Regions from separate parts of the Mus musculus genome. Here regions 1, 3 and 4 are each linked to region 2. A link is a contact called in public HiChIP or PLAC-seq and promoter capture Hi-C data. All regions are on one chromosome and are shown on one strand. The core of a region is the stretch at or near the end of the contact, and the rest is flanking DNA. Distances in the headings are between cores, read along the strand shown.

Region 1 (2,700 bases), core at 200-2,699, 400 kb after region 2:
AGAGGCAACAGGAGGCAGCCTATTAAGAACACAGCTGCCTTTCCCCAGGAATCAACAGATTCAATAATGTCTCACAGCAAAACCTCCACATCGCCTGGCCTTTGTCTGGTGGTATATTCTATAAACTGGAATGCTCACAGACACGAGAGAACAGGGTTCTTTCGTGCCCATGTTTACCTTTTTTTTTTTTTTTTTTTTTTTTGAATACAGAGACACTAAGGCTGATGATTAGAGGCCTGGATGTCCAATAACAAGCATGCAGGACGCCATGATGGTGTTTGTGTGTGACACTCTGGGTCTACTGCCCCACTCTTTCCCTCCCACCAATAGTTCCACCACCCACCAGCATGTGATGACCTCCAAGCCTACAAGAATTGGTCTTACATTGGTTCCACCATGACTGGGTCCAAGTGGTAGTCCCAGTGTGCAGGCGCAGTACCAGGCTATGCTTGGTACAAGACTGACTGCCTCCCACACCTTTTCTCAGGAATCTGGCTCTGGAATGAGCTCTGCAATGATCACAGGCTTCTTACCGTGTTTCTTGCCTCCCTTCCATTCTCCTTCATAGCGGAAGAAAGAATTTGGGTATACATATACGCCATAGCCTGTGTTCGGAAAAGAAGATGAACATAGCAATGGTTTGCCATCAACAGACACAGAGATGGGGCAGCTCAGGGTCTGGAGTAGTCTGCAGGTCATTTCTCATCAGTCTCTTGAACATGACAGGATGGTTAATTGCTCAAGATGGGTGCTCCCTCTCCCTTGCTTGGGTTTTGTTACATGGATAGTACTGAGGGAAAGGCAGGCCTGGCCAGAGGAGGGCTAAGACAAAAGCTGATTGTAGGCTCTTTAAGAGGAGGCGGTGAGGGCACGGAAGCAGTCAACAAGCTCCGTGAGGATACAGCAAAGAGCCCACCCTGCCAGGACCGTCACTATCCTCCTGTCCCCACGGGACAAAAATCCACACTCACTCCTAATTACTCCTGGCTGCCTCATCTTTTATCACGCAGCCAGCTCTGAGACATCACACCCAACACCCATCTCTCAGTTCCTGAGATGGATAAGCAACCCCACTGCTTTCTTGCCAGCAAGTCGCAGCCTGGGACGGGAAGACAGTGGCACTAGCATGGACTCTGACCTCATATCGATCCTGTTTCTCCGGTTTTAGAACAACTTTTCATCAGACTGCATTGGGCGAACCTCGTGTGCTCACCCAGCCAGCCTGACCTCAGCTCTACCTGCCCCCCCTGACGCAGGGTCGGCTGGCCGTGAGCCTGCAGCCTGGACCACGCCTGTGGAGCACGCGAACGCGACGGAGCTCCAGCGGGGAGACGCAGCCCGTACCGTTTCGCGGCGGCAGTCTCGGCGAGTGCCGACGCGGCTGGAGCGAAGCCTGGTAGGGATCGCCAGCTGCCTCCATCTTGCCGCCAAAGTTTCCCTAGCAACCATAAAGCTGCCTTCCATTGGCCTCCGGTTGCCATGGGGCGTGGCCAGGAGACCATAACATCCGAAGCAGCGGCGCCGGATCCGGAGCCTGAGGACGTCAATGCGCCTGTGCACCACGGCACGTTTCCGCCAACCCCGTCCTTCCGCCGGGAAGCGCTCCCGCCAACGGCCTCTGCGTCCATACCGGAAGCGGAAATGGTTGGAGCTTGGGCCCCGCCCCGCGGCCATCTTGGCGGCTGGAGGCGCCGCGGGACGGAACGGAAGTGCCTGTGCAGCTTCCCGGATCCGGAGCCGAGCTCTGGCGGCCGCCCTGCCCGCCATCCTCCTTCCGCAGCCGTGAGGGAGACCGCGGCTCGGCTGCACCGGAGCTGCGAGGTGCTGGGGGTGGGCTGGTGGCGCGGACCTGGTCGGGCGGCACACCACCGCCTTCCTCTGGGCTGTCAAGGCCACGGGCGAGCCGGCGGGCGGCGGGCGGGCGGGGCCGGGCAGCGCCTTTGAGCCTGGCGAGGGGTTGCCAGGGGCGGGCCGATCTCCGAGAGGGGTGCGCGAGGGGACTGCTGAGCGCTGCCCGCCGCGGCTCGCGCGCCGCCCCGACCCCCCGGCCCCAGGTCGTGGAGGAAGGTGGCCTGTTGTTGCCTGCACAGATCCAGGCGGCATGTGTTAGGTGTCCTCTTGCTACCCCACTACCGTGTTCAGTTTCGGGGCACACGTGTAGGAATTAAGCCCGAGCGCGAAGACAGTTACTGAATGGATCGAAGGGGTGCTGGTTAAATGGGTCTAGATTATATGGTGACATTAAGGCAGTAAAATGTCCAGCCCTCCAGGCTGTACTTCCAGCGTGGAGCAGATAAGGCTACATTGTCTCCCTTAGCAGGGTATCAGTGCAAGAGGGCTTCATACTTCCACATTGAGAACCCCCAGTGGCTTTTCTTTCTTAGTTCTTAATAACAGATACTATCCAGGAGGTGGTGGTGCACGCCTTTATGTGAGGCAGAGGCTGTGAGTTTGAGGCTAGCCTGGTCTACATGGAGCAACCCTGTTGGGGGCGGGGGGAAGACTTAGAGACTAGTTATACGTCTTGGAACTGCCTGTTTTTTTGATGTGAGTTTTTTTTTTTTTTTTAACCCTCATTAAGGTGCTCAGAAGAGCATCAGTAAACCCATACTCAGCCCCTTAGATCCAGGTTGTGTGTTGGGGAACTGGTTGCGGTGGAGGTAGAACATAGAGAAAGGGCTGGGGATGATCCAAGATGAT
Region 2 (2,700 bases), core at 120-2,619:
TGAACACGTATAGGGATGCTATTTCGGGATGCTAATCCTGTGGTTTAAAAAAACCCGGAAAAAAAAAATGTTTAAATGTATCAAAAGGTCAAAAGCCAAGCTGCAGTTCCCCAGGGGAACCCGAGGCTGTGGAGGAGACGCGGAAAGACTAGGCCACCCTCTGAGTGCTCTGGGCAGGACGTCCCCTCCCAGCACTGATGCATCAGGCGAACCCAGGAGCCCGGCGCCTTTTCCTCTGCACCGGCCACCAGAGCCGGCCTTTGTTTTCAGCCCCGGCAGCGGACGGCGCGGTCCTGGCTGACAAAGGCGGGTATCGCCATCTTGTCGCGGCGACCGGACGCGGCGCCCATTCATTTACGGGTGCCTGGGGCCAGGAAGGCCGGCAGCGAAGGAAGCTGGGAAGCTTGGTAGCCGTAGGCCCGCACCCGGCAGGGGTTGATGGCCGAATCCAGTAGACTCGCCCCGTGTCCGCTCCCCGCGCGCCCGGCCGAGTCCCACGCCCCGCAGGAAGGCGCGGTCCGGAGGGCAGAGCTCGGCTTTTGTTCCCGCGGGGACTCGGCCGCGAGAAGAAGCGCCTGCGGCTCTCCTGGCATCCCCACCTTAGCAAGCCATCCAGGCTCGAACCTACGACCCGAGCCCCAGCCCTGCATCCCGTTCCCTTTCTTAAAACTCAAGACCACCTCCGGGATCCCGCATCAGGCCCTAGACCCCCCCGCCCCCCGCAACAGCCTCGACCCCAGGAACATGAATGAGTCTGGAAACCGAATTCCGACACGGGCTTTGAACCCAAGACCACAGATCAGGTCCCGCATCCGGGATCCAGCCTTGAACCCAGAACCCATCCCAGATCTGGCCTTGAACCCAGGACCTCCACCCAGGTTGCCGCATCTCCGGGCCCGCACCCCGGACGCGGCCTTGAGCCTAAGACCCCGGCCCGGGCCTGCGCCCCGGCCCAGGCGGCTCCGCCCCATCCCTCACCCCCCGGACCCCGAGACCCCAGCCCTGCCGCCCACCCGGCACGCCGGGGATCGCCCACCCAACCCTGAAGAGCAGGATGAAGACGGCGGCCGATGACCCACGAGCGAGAAGAGCCGCAGGGCCTGGCCCAGCGCGGGGCAGGCTCAGCTCACAGACCCCAGCCGCGCTCACCTCGCCCTCGCCCGGTCTGGCGCCCACGCCGCCGCCTGGTCGTCGCGCTCGCGGCCTGCGGGCAGGAGTCGGCGAGGCTGGTCGGGTCCGCGCGGCGGCTGTTCCAGTCCCAGCCCCGCTGCCCTCGCCGCCCGCGCCCGCCACCGCCGCCGCCGCCGCCGCCGTCGCCGTCCGCCCCTCAGACGCCTCCAGCCATCAGGATGGGCGCGGCGGCCCCTGCCCGCAGCCTCGGGAAACCCCACGTCGCGTCACCGCGCACGGGCGGCGTGCGCGTGCCGCTCTTTCCGCCCCGCCCCTCCTTCCCTCTGCGCGTGCGCGAGAGGCTTAAAGGACCCGTGATTTTTTTCCCCCACCCCACCCCACCACCACCCCACACACCCCGCAAGGGTCTTCCAGGGACGTTGGCAGCCTATCGGCCTCGGTGGCCTCTGGCTCTGACCTGACGGTGTCGGCTCCTGTGCCATGTGCCCCAAGCCAGAGGGCGGTGTGTCCTGCCTGAATGACCAGCCCGGGAGGGCCGAAAGGCGTGCGTGCGTGCGTGAACGGCCTAGCAGGTTCTAGACAGCGGGGGTAGAGGGGTAGGAATAGCCAGGTGGGACAGGAAAGATGTCAAGATTAACCACCAGAATCTTTAAGACATGCCATCCGGTCTGGTCCGTCGTGCCTATTTGTCCAGCCATCTTCAACTAATATGACTCCTGCCACAATGACTTTTTCACTCCCATTCTGCCCTTTCCAAAACCAGGTGAATACCTCTCTTATTTCCTCTTGGCCTGCACTACCCTCTTTTAAACAAGAGCCACAACTCTCTGGGGGGCCTGGCCACCACGCTGACTCTGAGACCTTTCCATGATTCACACTTGATACCTTCCCTTCTTGTTAGCTTCTGTGCACCTTGCAGCCTTTCCTTGAAGCCCATTCCTTCTTGAAACAGCCTTTGAGTGGTCTGCACACTTCCCCCTCCCTGCCCTGGGCGCTTCCTGCCGGGCCATAGAAATGTGTCTGTCATTGTTCAGTCCTGACAGTTTCCTCATATACTTTCCCTGTGCCAGCCCTGATCTGACGCCTGATTTTACGAGCCCTAGCTTCTGCTAGTGGATGGGTAGAAGTGAGGAACCAGGTATTGGATATTCATTGCTACAAAAGTGTCATTGCTGAGCAGGCACCCTGAGGGAAAACATACATTTACATGAACATACATATATGTACATGCAGATGGTCATGTGGGCATTCGTATCTTTTTCTTGATCACAGTAAGTGTGTGGTCTCTCCAAAATACTGCATATTCTCTTCCTTGCATATTGAGTGACCTGCTTTGAGAGTAAGAAGCCTGGTTCCAGTTACCTCAAATATATCCACCACTGCTATCATCTCACCCTAGGGCCTCTGACCCCTGGGACTCTATGCCCTTCACTCCATCTGTTCGAGACCTGACTCTGTCATTTGTGACTGTTTTTTACCTGAAGTTCTTGACAGCTCCATCATCCCACTCTCTCCAAGTAAAAGTACAGGGTCCTTCCTTCTCACCATTCTCTCCACTGTCCCTTGTGA
Region 3 (2,700 bases), core at 161-2,660, 330 kb after region 2:
ACAAGAGACCCTGGCACTAGATAGGCTGAGAGCCTGGCTGGAATCAGGCCAGCCTCATTTCCTGACACTTGTTCCTTCTGTTGGCCTTTCCTGCCTCTGTCATTTGGAAGCTTGCCTGGGTTCCGCCCTGTGGTGTGGGTACTGTCTGCATTGTCAGGGACATACAGCAGAGTCCCTGTGTTCTCCCATGACCATTTGGTGGTCACTTAAAGATGGTTGGCGTCTGGGGCAGTGACCAGAGCACTATAGGAAGTTAAGCTGCATGCTCTGATCACAACCCACCCACCTACACACACCTACACACACACACACACACACACACACACTCAAAATCAAGGATAAGAAACTGGATGCAGCTGGAAGGATGGCTGCGCAGGCCTTGGGGACAGGTTCTGAGGCAGACTCTTTTTGTTTGTTTTATTTTCGGGACAGGATCTCCTTATTATGTAGCTCTGGCTGTCCAGGAACTTGCTGTGTAGACCAGGCTGGCCTTGGACTCCCAGTGTGCATGCGTGCCCCATCACCTTGGCTCTGATAATGAAGTTTCTTCAATAGTCGGGGGGGGGGGGGGGCTATCTTGGGGTGAACCATGGCAGTGAGCTTGTTCTTTCAGGACAGGCCAGAGTGGAGACTGTCGGGATTCTGTAGCGTGTGAGGTGAGCAGATGCTGTGTAGGGCCCCTGTGGTTCTCAGTTTCTTGTGTGGGGATCTAGTTACCACGGTCACCTTAGCACAGTGTGCAGGCCTCTTTTAGAACCCCGAATCTACTCACTCCCTTCGCAGTGCCGGCCATAGTGACTACTGCCTGTGACAAGTTGCCGTGCCTTGGGACGATTTCTCCAGCTACCTGCTGTCTATGCTTGTTGGGCATCCACAGGGTGCACGGTCTGTGCTGATTGGCTCCTGCTGGCCACAAATCCCTGAGGCCCTGCCTGCCAGTTCTCTGTCCGTCTGAGGCTAGAGACAAGTGCTAGACACAGCAGCCACATTGGCCACAGCTCATCTGAATGCCAGGCCCCACTGTGACCCACAGGCCCATAGTGTCCTGTCCTGTTTCTTTCCTTGATCAGTAAGAGTGTCTCAAGTATTCTTTCTGAGGTAGAAGGTGAAGGATTGTTAAGTTCTCTGTAGGTCAGAGTGCATGGACTCCGCGGTGCAGGGTGGGGTGGGGAGGGGAGGGGTGGGGTGGGCAGATTCAGCTGGCTCTTCCCCTGCTTTGGGATGGATGGATCTGCATATCCACAGCCCTGCCTGGCCCTGCCCTTCCTGCACAGGTGCAGAGGTCACCCTCAGTGACACCTGTTCTCAATGCCTTTGCCCTTGGGATGTGGGGGAAACAAACACCACTGTCTGAAGCCCCAGAGAGGAAGTGGCCACAGGGCACCGCTGTGGCCAGCTCAGCTGGCTCCTCCCCGATACAGCCTGATAATAGCTCTTGGTATTGGACTTTTGGGGGCAGGGCTGCCTCTTGCCAGCCTGTTTAGGTCCTGGCTTTAGCTTGTGGGGCCAGAGCTCCCCTCCTGGCTTGTAGGCACTGTGGACTGTTTTTGAGGCCCCAAGAAAGGTCAGATTGGTCCTAACTGGTTCTCGTAGAGGGGACACACGCTATGGTACAGTTTTGTTAACCATTGGATGACTCCAAGGACTCCTAGTGTCCATGCTGTGGACACTGATATCCCAAACCTGACGAAGCTCTTTCTCTGTTCCTTTGAAGAGTAGGACACCTTCATCAGGGCCCTCTTGCTTAACTGCCCTTCAGCTCATGTATGCAGCTAGCTTGGTACTAAAGGGGAAATTCCTGGCACTGTCTAGTTTTAACACTTCCTTGTTCTGTAAGAGTTCTACTTGCCTTTGGACTTTCTATGAACATCTCAGGGGAGTTGTTCCAGCTACCTTAAGACTCTTCCACTAGCTCCAGGGGCTTCCCCGTCCCATGTGTGAAACATCTGGGTTGCCTTAGGAGACTTTGACCCCAGTATAGTAGTCTAGCAACCCCCCCTCCCGCCCCATGGCCCTTCTGAACAGGAAGTAGCCTCACCCAGTGGTCCTATTCCCCAGCATTTTCTGCTGGGTCACAGTTTTGAGGCTGCCTGAGAGGTGTCCCAGACTAGACTTGTGGCTTTCTCTGTGAGAGACTAGAGCTCACTTTTTGCACCTGTTCCAGTGTCTGCTCAGACAGGAAGCCCCACCCTGGTGTGCAACACCCACCTTCTGCCTTCATTGTGGGAGGGATCCTTGCAATTCCGGAAGTGGGTTCTTCTGCCCCACCAGCATCCTGAATATCTACTCCTGCAGGGAGCGTACATGGCCTCCACTGACTGAGCCTCTGCTAAGTGACAGTTTGACACTATGAGTTATTCCCTCTAGAAAGGTAGTTTTGGTGTCTTTTTTTCTTGAACAGTTATTTGTGTTTGAGGAACATGCACCCCAGCTGAGTATGGGTTTGTCTCTGAAAGTGCCCTGGGGACACCACCAGTGTCATCCCTCCAGTGATTTCCCCCAGTGCAGGCCCCTGAATACAGAGGTCCTTCCCTTTGCTCGCCCCAAAGACTTGCTTATACTTGGAAAGGCAGCAGGCCTCCCAGGCACAAGCACTGGACAAGGACCCAGCACGTGCACTGCTCACTACCTGGGCCTTGGTGAAGGCCTCCAATGGGGTGGATCATCTCTCCTCTCCAGGTTTCATGGAAGGAAACCTGT
Region 4 (2,700 bases), core at 100-2,599, 500 kb before region 2:
AAACAGCCCAAAAGCTGGTAGTGGACTGATGATTTAGCCCAGTAGTAGAGCCTTTGCCCAGCATTTACGGTGCTGGATTCGATCTCCTCCAGCAACACAAAAATAGGAATGTAAAGAAATAAAGCCTGGCAGGAAGAAAAAAAAAAAAGTTAAGTAAAAGAAAAGAAAAAGCCTTTAATTCTAGCACTAAGGAGGCAAAGGCAGGCGATCTCTGAGTTCCAGTGCAGCCACTCTGGTCTACAGAGTGAGCTCCAGCACAGCCCGAGCTACACGGAGAAAGCTCGCTCGTCTCGAAAAACGTCAACAACAACAACAGTAAGTAAAAGCAATGTCGGTTTAAGAACTACGCCGAACAGTACCGGAGAAGAACGCCCACCAACCCGGGCTGGGCAGGAAGGTTTTACCCAGGCCTTCCATTTCCAGCTCACACTACTAGAACTCATGGCGCACGTTTTACCAAAGGGGAAACCGAGGCAGAGATGCTGCTGGACCACAAGTTGAGGTCACAACGCCAGCCGGTAACAGAGCCCCGAGCCTCAGATCCCCCGCGGCAGTGAGTTCCGGAAGCAGCAGCCGAGGAAGAGGGCGGCCCGCGGGGTCGAGCCGGCTCAGACCTGGCGCGATTCGAACGCTACCCGAATGGCCTCCCAAGCCCGCCCCTCGCACGGCGACTGCAGGGACCCCTCACTCACCCCGGCTTCTGATGCGCCGGGTCTGGGCGCCCGCCAAGTCTTACGCAGAACTCGGCTCAGGCCGCCGCCATCTTTCTTCCGGGAAGGGGCGAATAAGACAACCGGGAACGGTGGGGAAAAAAACACCCGGCCTCCGGTACGAATCTCGAAGCCGCCATCTTTCTTATGGGCGGAAGCAGCCTCTGCGAAGCAACCAATAGGAATGGCGCGCGGGGTCACGTGTCAATCATTCTGGGCCCAGCCCTATCCTTCAAAGCCGCCCTGGATATCAGCTCCGGGGAGTCGAAACCCCCAGCCACGGTGCGCCTCGGGGCTCCTCCCACGTTACCAGGCCTAACCGGCCGCGCCAGTCTCCGAGTCGCGCAGGCGCCTTCCAGCGTCCGAGTCGAGTCGCGCAGGCGCCTTCCAGCGTCCGAGTCGCGCAGGCGCCTTCCAGCGTCCGAGTCGCGCAGGCGCCTTCCAGCCTCCGAGCCTTCCAGTCTCCGAGTCGCGCAGGCGCCTTCCAGTCTCCGAGTCGAGTCGCGCAGGCGCCTTCCAGTCTCCGAGTCGAGTCGCGCAGGCGCCTTCCAGTCTCCGAGTCGCGCAGGCGCCTTCCAGCCTCCGAGTCGCGCAGGCGCCTTCCAGCCTCCGAGTCGCGCAGGCGCCTTCCAGCGTCCGAGTCGCGCAGGCGCCTTCCAGCGTCCGCGCCTGCGCTCCTCGGCGGCCTCTCGCCCGCAGCATGAAGGTATTCCGGCGCGCTTGGCGGCACCGGGTGGCGCTGGGCCTAGGCGGCCTGGCGTTCTGCGGCACCACTCTGTTGTACCTGGCGCGCTGCGCTTCCGAGGGCGAGACGCCCTCCGCTTCCGGAGCCGCTCGGCCCCGCGCTAAGGCCTTCCTGGCGGTGCTGGTGGCCAGTGCGCCCCGCGCGGTCGAGCGCCGCACCGCAGTGCGCAGCACGTGGCTGGCACCGGAGAGGCGTGGCGGACCCGAGGACGTGTGGGCGCGCTTCGCCGTGGGCACTGGCGGCTTAGGCTCGGAGGAGCGGCGCGCTCTTGAGCTCGAGCAGGCGCAGCACGGGGACCTGCTGCTGCTGCCCGCCCTGCGCGACGCCTACGAGAACCTCACGGCCAAGGTCCTGGCCATGCTGACCTGGCTGGATGAGCGCGTGGACTTCGAGTTCGTGCTCAAGGCGGACGACGACTCCTTTGCGCGCCTGGACGCTATCCTGGTGGACCTACGCGCACGGGAGCCCGCACGCCGCCGGCGCCTCTACTGGGGCTTCTTTTCCGGGCGCGGGCGCGTCAAGCCGGGAGGTCGCTGGCGAGAAGCAGCCTGGCAACTCTGCGACTACTACCTGCCCTACGCGTTGGGCGGTGGCTATGTCCTTTCTGCGGACCTGGTGCATTACCTGCGCCTCAGCCGCGAGTACCTGCGCGCGTGGCACAGTGAAGACGTATCGCTGGGCACCTGGCTGGCACCAGTGGATGTGCAACGGGAGCACGACCCACGCTTCGACACGGAGTACAAATCTCGAGGCTGCAACAATCAGTATCTGGTGACACACAAGCAAAGCCCAGAGGACATGTTGGAGAAGCAACAGATGTTGCTGCATGAGGGCCGGTTGTGCAAGCATGAGGTGCAGTTGCGCCTTTCCTATGTCTATGACTGGTCAGCTCCACCCTCCCAGTGCTGCCAGCGCAAGGAGGGCGTTCCCTGATGTCACTGCAGGTGCCGGGGTCTCTCCTGACACAGGCCAAGCATCCTGAACAATCTGATAAATGATCTGGGCTGAGCTTGGTTTATCCAATTGCTGTTGAGACCTTGGGACTGATGGCCAGAGACAGCTAACAATGTCTAGTCCACTGAGGGTGCCATTAGTGGTCTGGTGTAAGGCCTACCCAAGGACATCTGGTTATGAATGTGGAGATTGCATCTGAGCGCGTGCGCGCGCACGCGCGCGCACACACACACACACATGCACACACACTGACCATGTAATGCCACCTATCAGCCATCTGGAGTGTGAGGG

What was found. HiChIP or PLAC-seq counts read pairs in DNA pulled down with a chosen protein or histone mark. Capture Hi-C pulls out chosen DNA fragments and counts their contacts.
Region 1: a promoter capture Hi-C map of liver shows a contact between it and region 2, with 4 times the contacts expected there. The contact joins the promoter of Morn1 here to the promoter of Gnb1 in region 2. A contact is called at or near these places in 4 of 39 promoter capture datasets (hippocampal neurons, liver and pre-B cells), 8 of 484 Hi-C or Micro-C datasets (CD4 T cells, CD8 T cells, cortical neurons and 5 more), 3 of 115 datasets of contacts at active chromatin or transcription factors (T-cell acute lymphoblastic leukemia, embryonic stem cells and memory CD8 T cells) and 2 of 9 other capture datasets (adipose tissue and liver).
Region 3: an HNF4G HiChIP or PLAC-seq map of pancreatic cancer cells shows a contact between it and region 2. The contact joins the enhancer-like site here to the promoter of Gnb1 in region 2. A contact is called at or near these places in 1 of 484 Hi-C or Micro-C datasets (the G1E-ER4 cell line) and 4 of 115 datasets of contacts at active chromatin or transcription factors (epiblast stem cells, memory CD8 T cells, microglia and 1 more).
Region 4: a contact with region 2 is called in a FOXA1 HiChIP or PLAC-seq map of pancreatic cancer cells. The contact joins the promoter of B3galt6 here to the promoter of Gnb1 in region 2. A contact is called at or near these places in 1 of 39 promoter capture datasets (pre-B cells), 2 of 484 Hi-C or Micro-C datasets (both in embryonic stem cells) and 1 of 115 datasets of contacts at active chromatin or transcription factors (pancreatic cancer cells).

Annotation. Positions count from the first base shown.
Region 1 is chr4:155,085,326-155,088,025 of GRCm38.p6, reverse strand. It overlaps Morn1 (MORN repeat containing 1), which reads right to left and starts at 1,449. Exons shown (of 14, transcript NM_001081100.1): 1 at 1,345-1,449; 2 at 534-605. The coding sequence starts at 1,420. It overlaps Rer1 (retention in endoplasmic reticulum sorting receptor 1), which reads left to right and starts at 1,673. Exons shown (of 7, transcript NM_026395.2): 1 at 1,673-1,821.
Region 2 is chr4:155,490,030-155,492,729 of GRCm38.p6, reverse strand. Gnb1 (guanine nucleotide binding protein (G protein), beta 1) reads right to left here and starts at 1,369. Exons shown (of 12, transcript NM_001160016.1): 1 at 1,150-1,369.
Region 3 is chr4:155,162,076-155,164,775 of GRCm38.p6, reverse strand. All of the region lies in intron 1 of Ski (ski sarcoma viral oncogene homolog (avian)), which reads left to right. Among named protein-coding and RNA genes, the nearest start is that of Ski, 59 kb to the left of the region's middle. Within about 2 kb of position 1,410, at least 177 of the 459 cell types and tissues checked have an H3K27ac peak or open chromatin away from gene starts, as enhancers often do. A contact at or near this core is called in the G1E-ER4 cell line, memory CD8 T cells, microglia and 1 more, where this site is marked.
Region 4 is chr4:155,991,327-155,994,026 of GRCm38.p6, reverse strand. B3galt6 (UDP-Gal:betaGal beta 1,3-galactosyltransferase, polypeptide 6) reads left to right here and starts at 1,349. Exons shown (of 1, transcript NM_080445.4): 1 at 1,349-2,700. The coding sequence starts at 1,411. The coding sequence ends at 2,388. It overlaps Sdf4 (stromal cell derived factor 4), which reads right to left and starts at 1,184. Exons shown (of 7, transcript NM_011341.5): 1 at 693-1,184.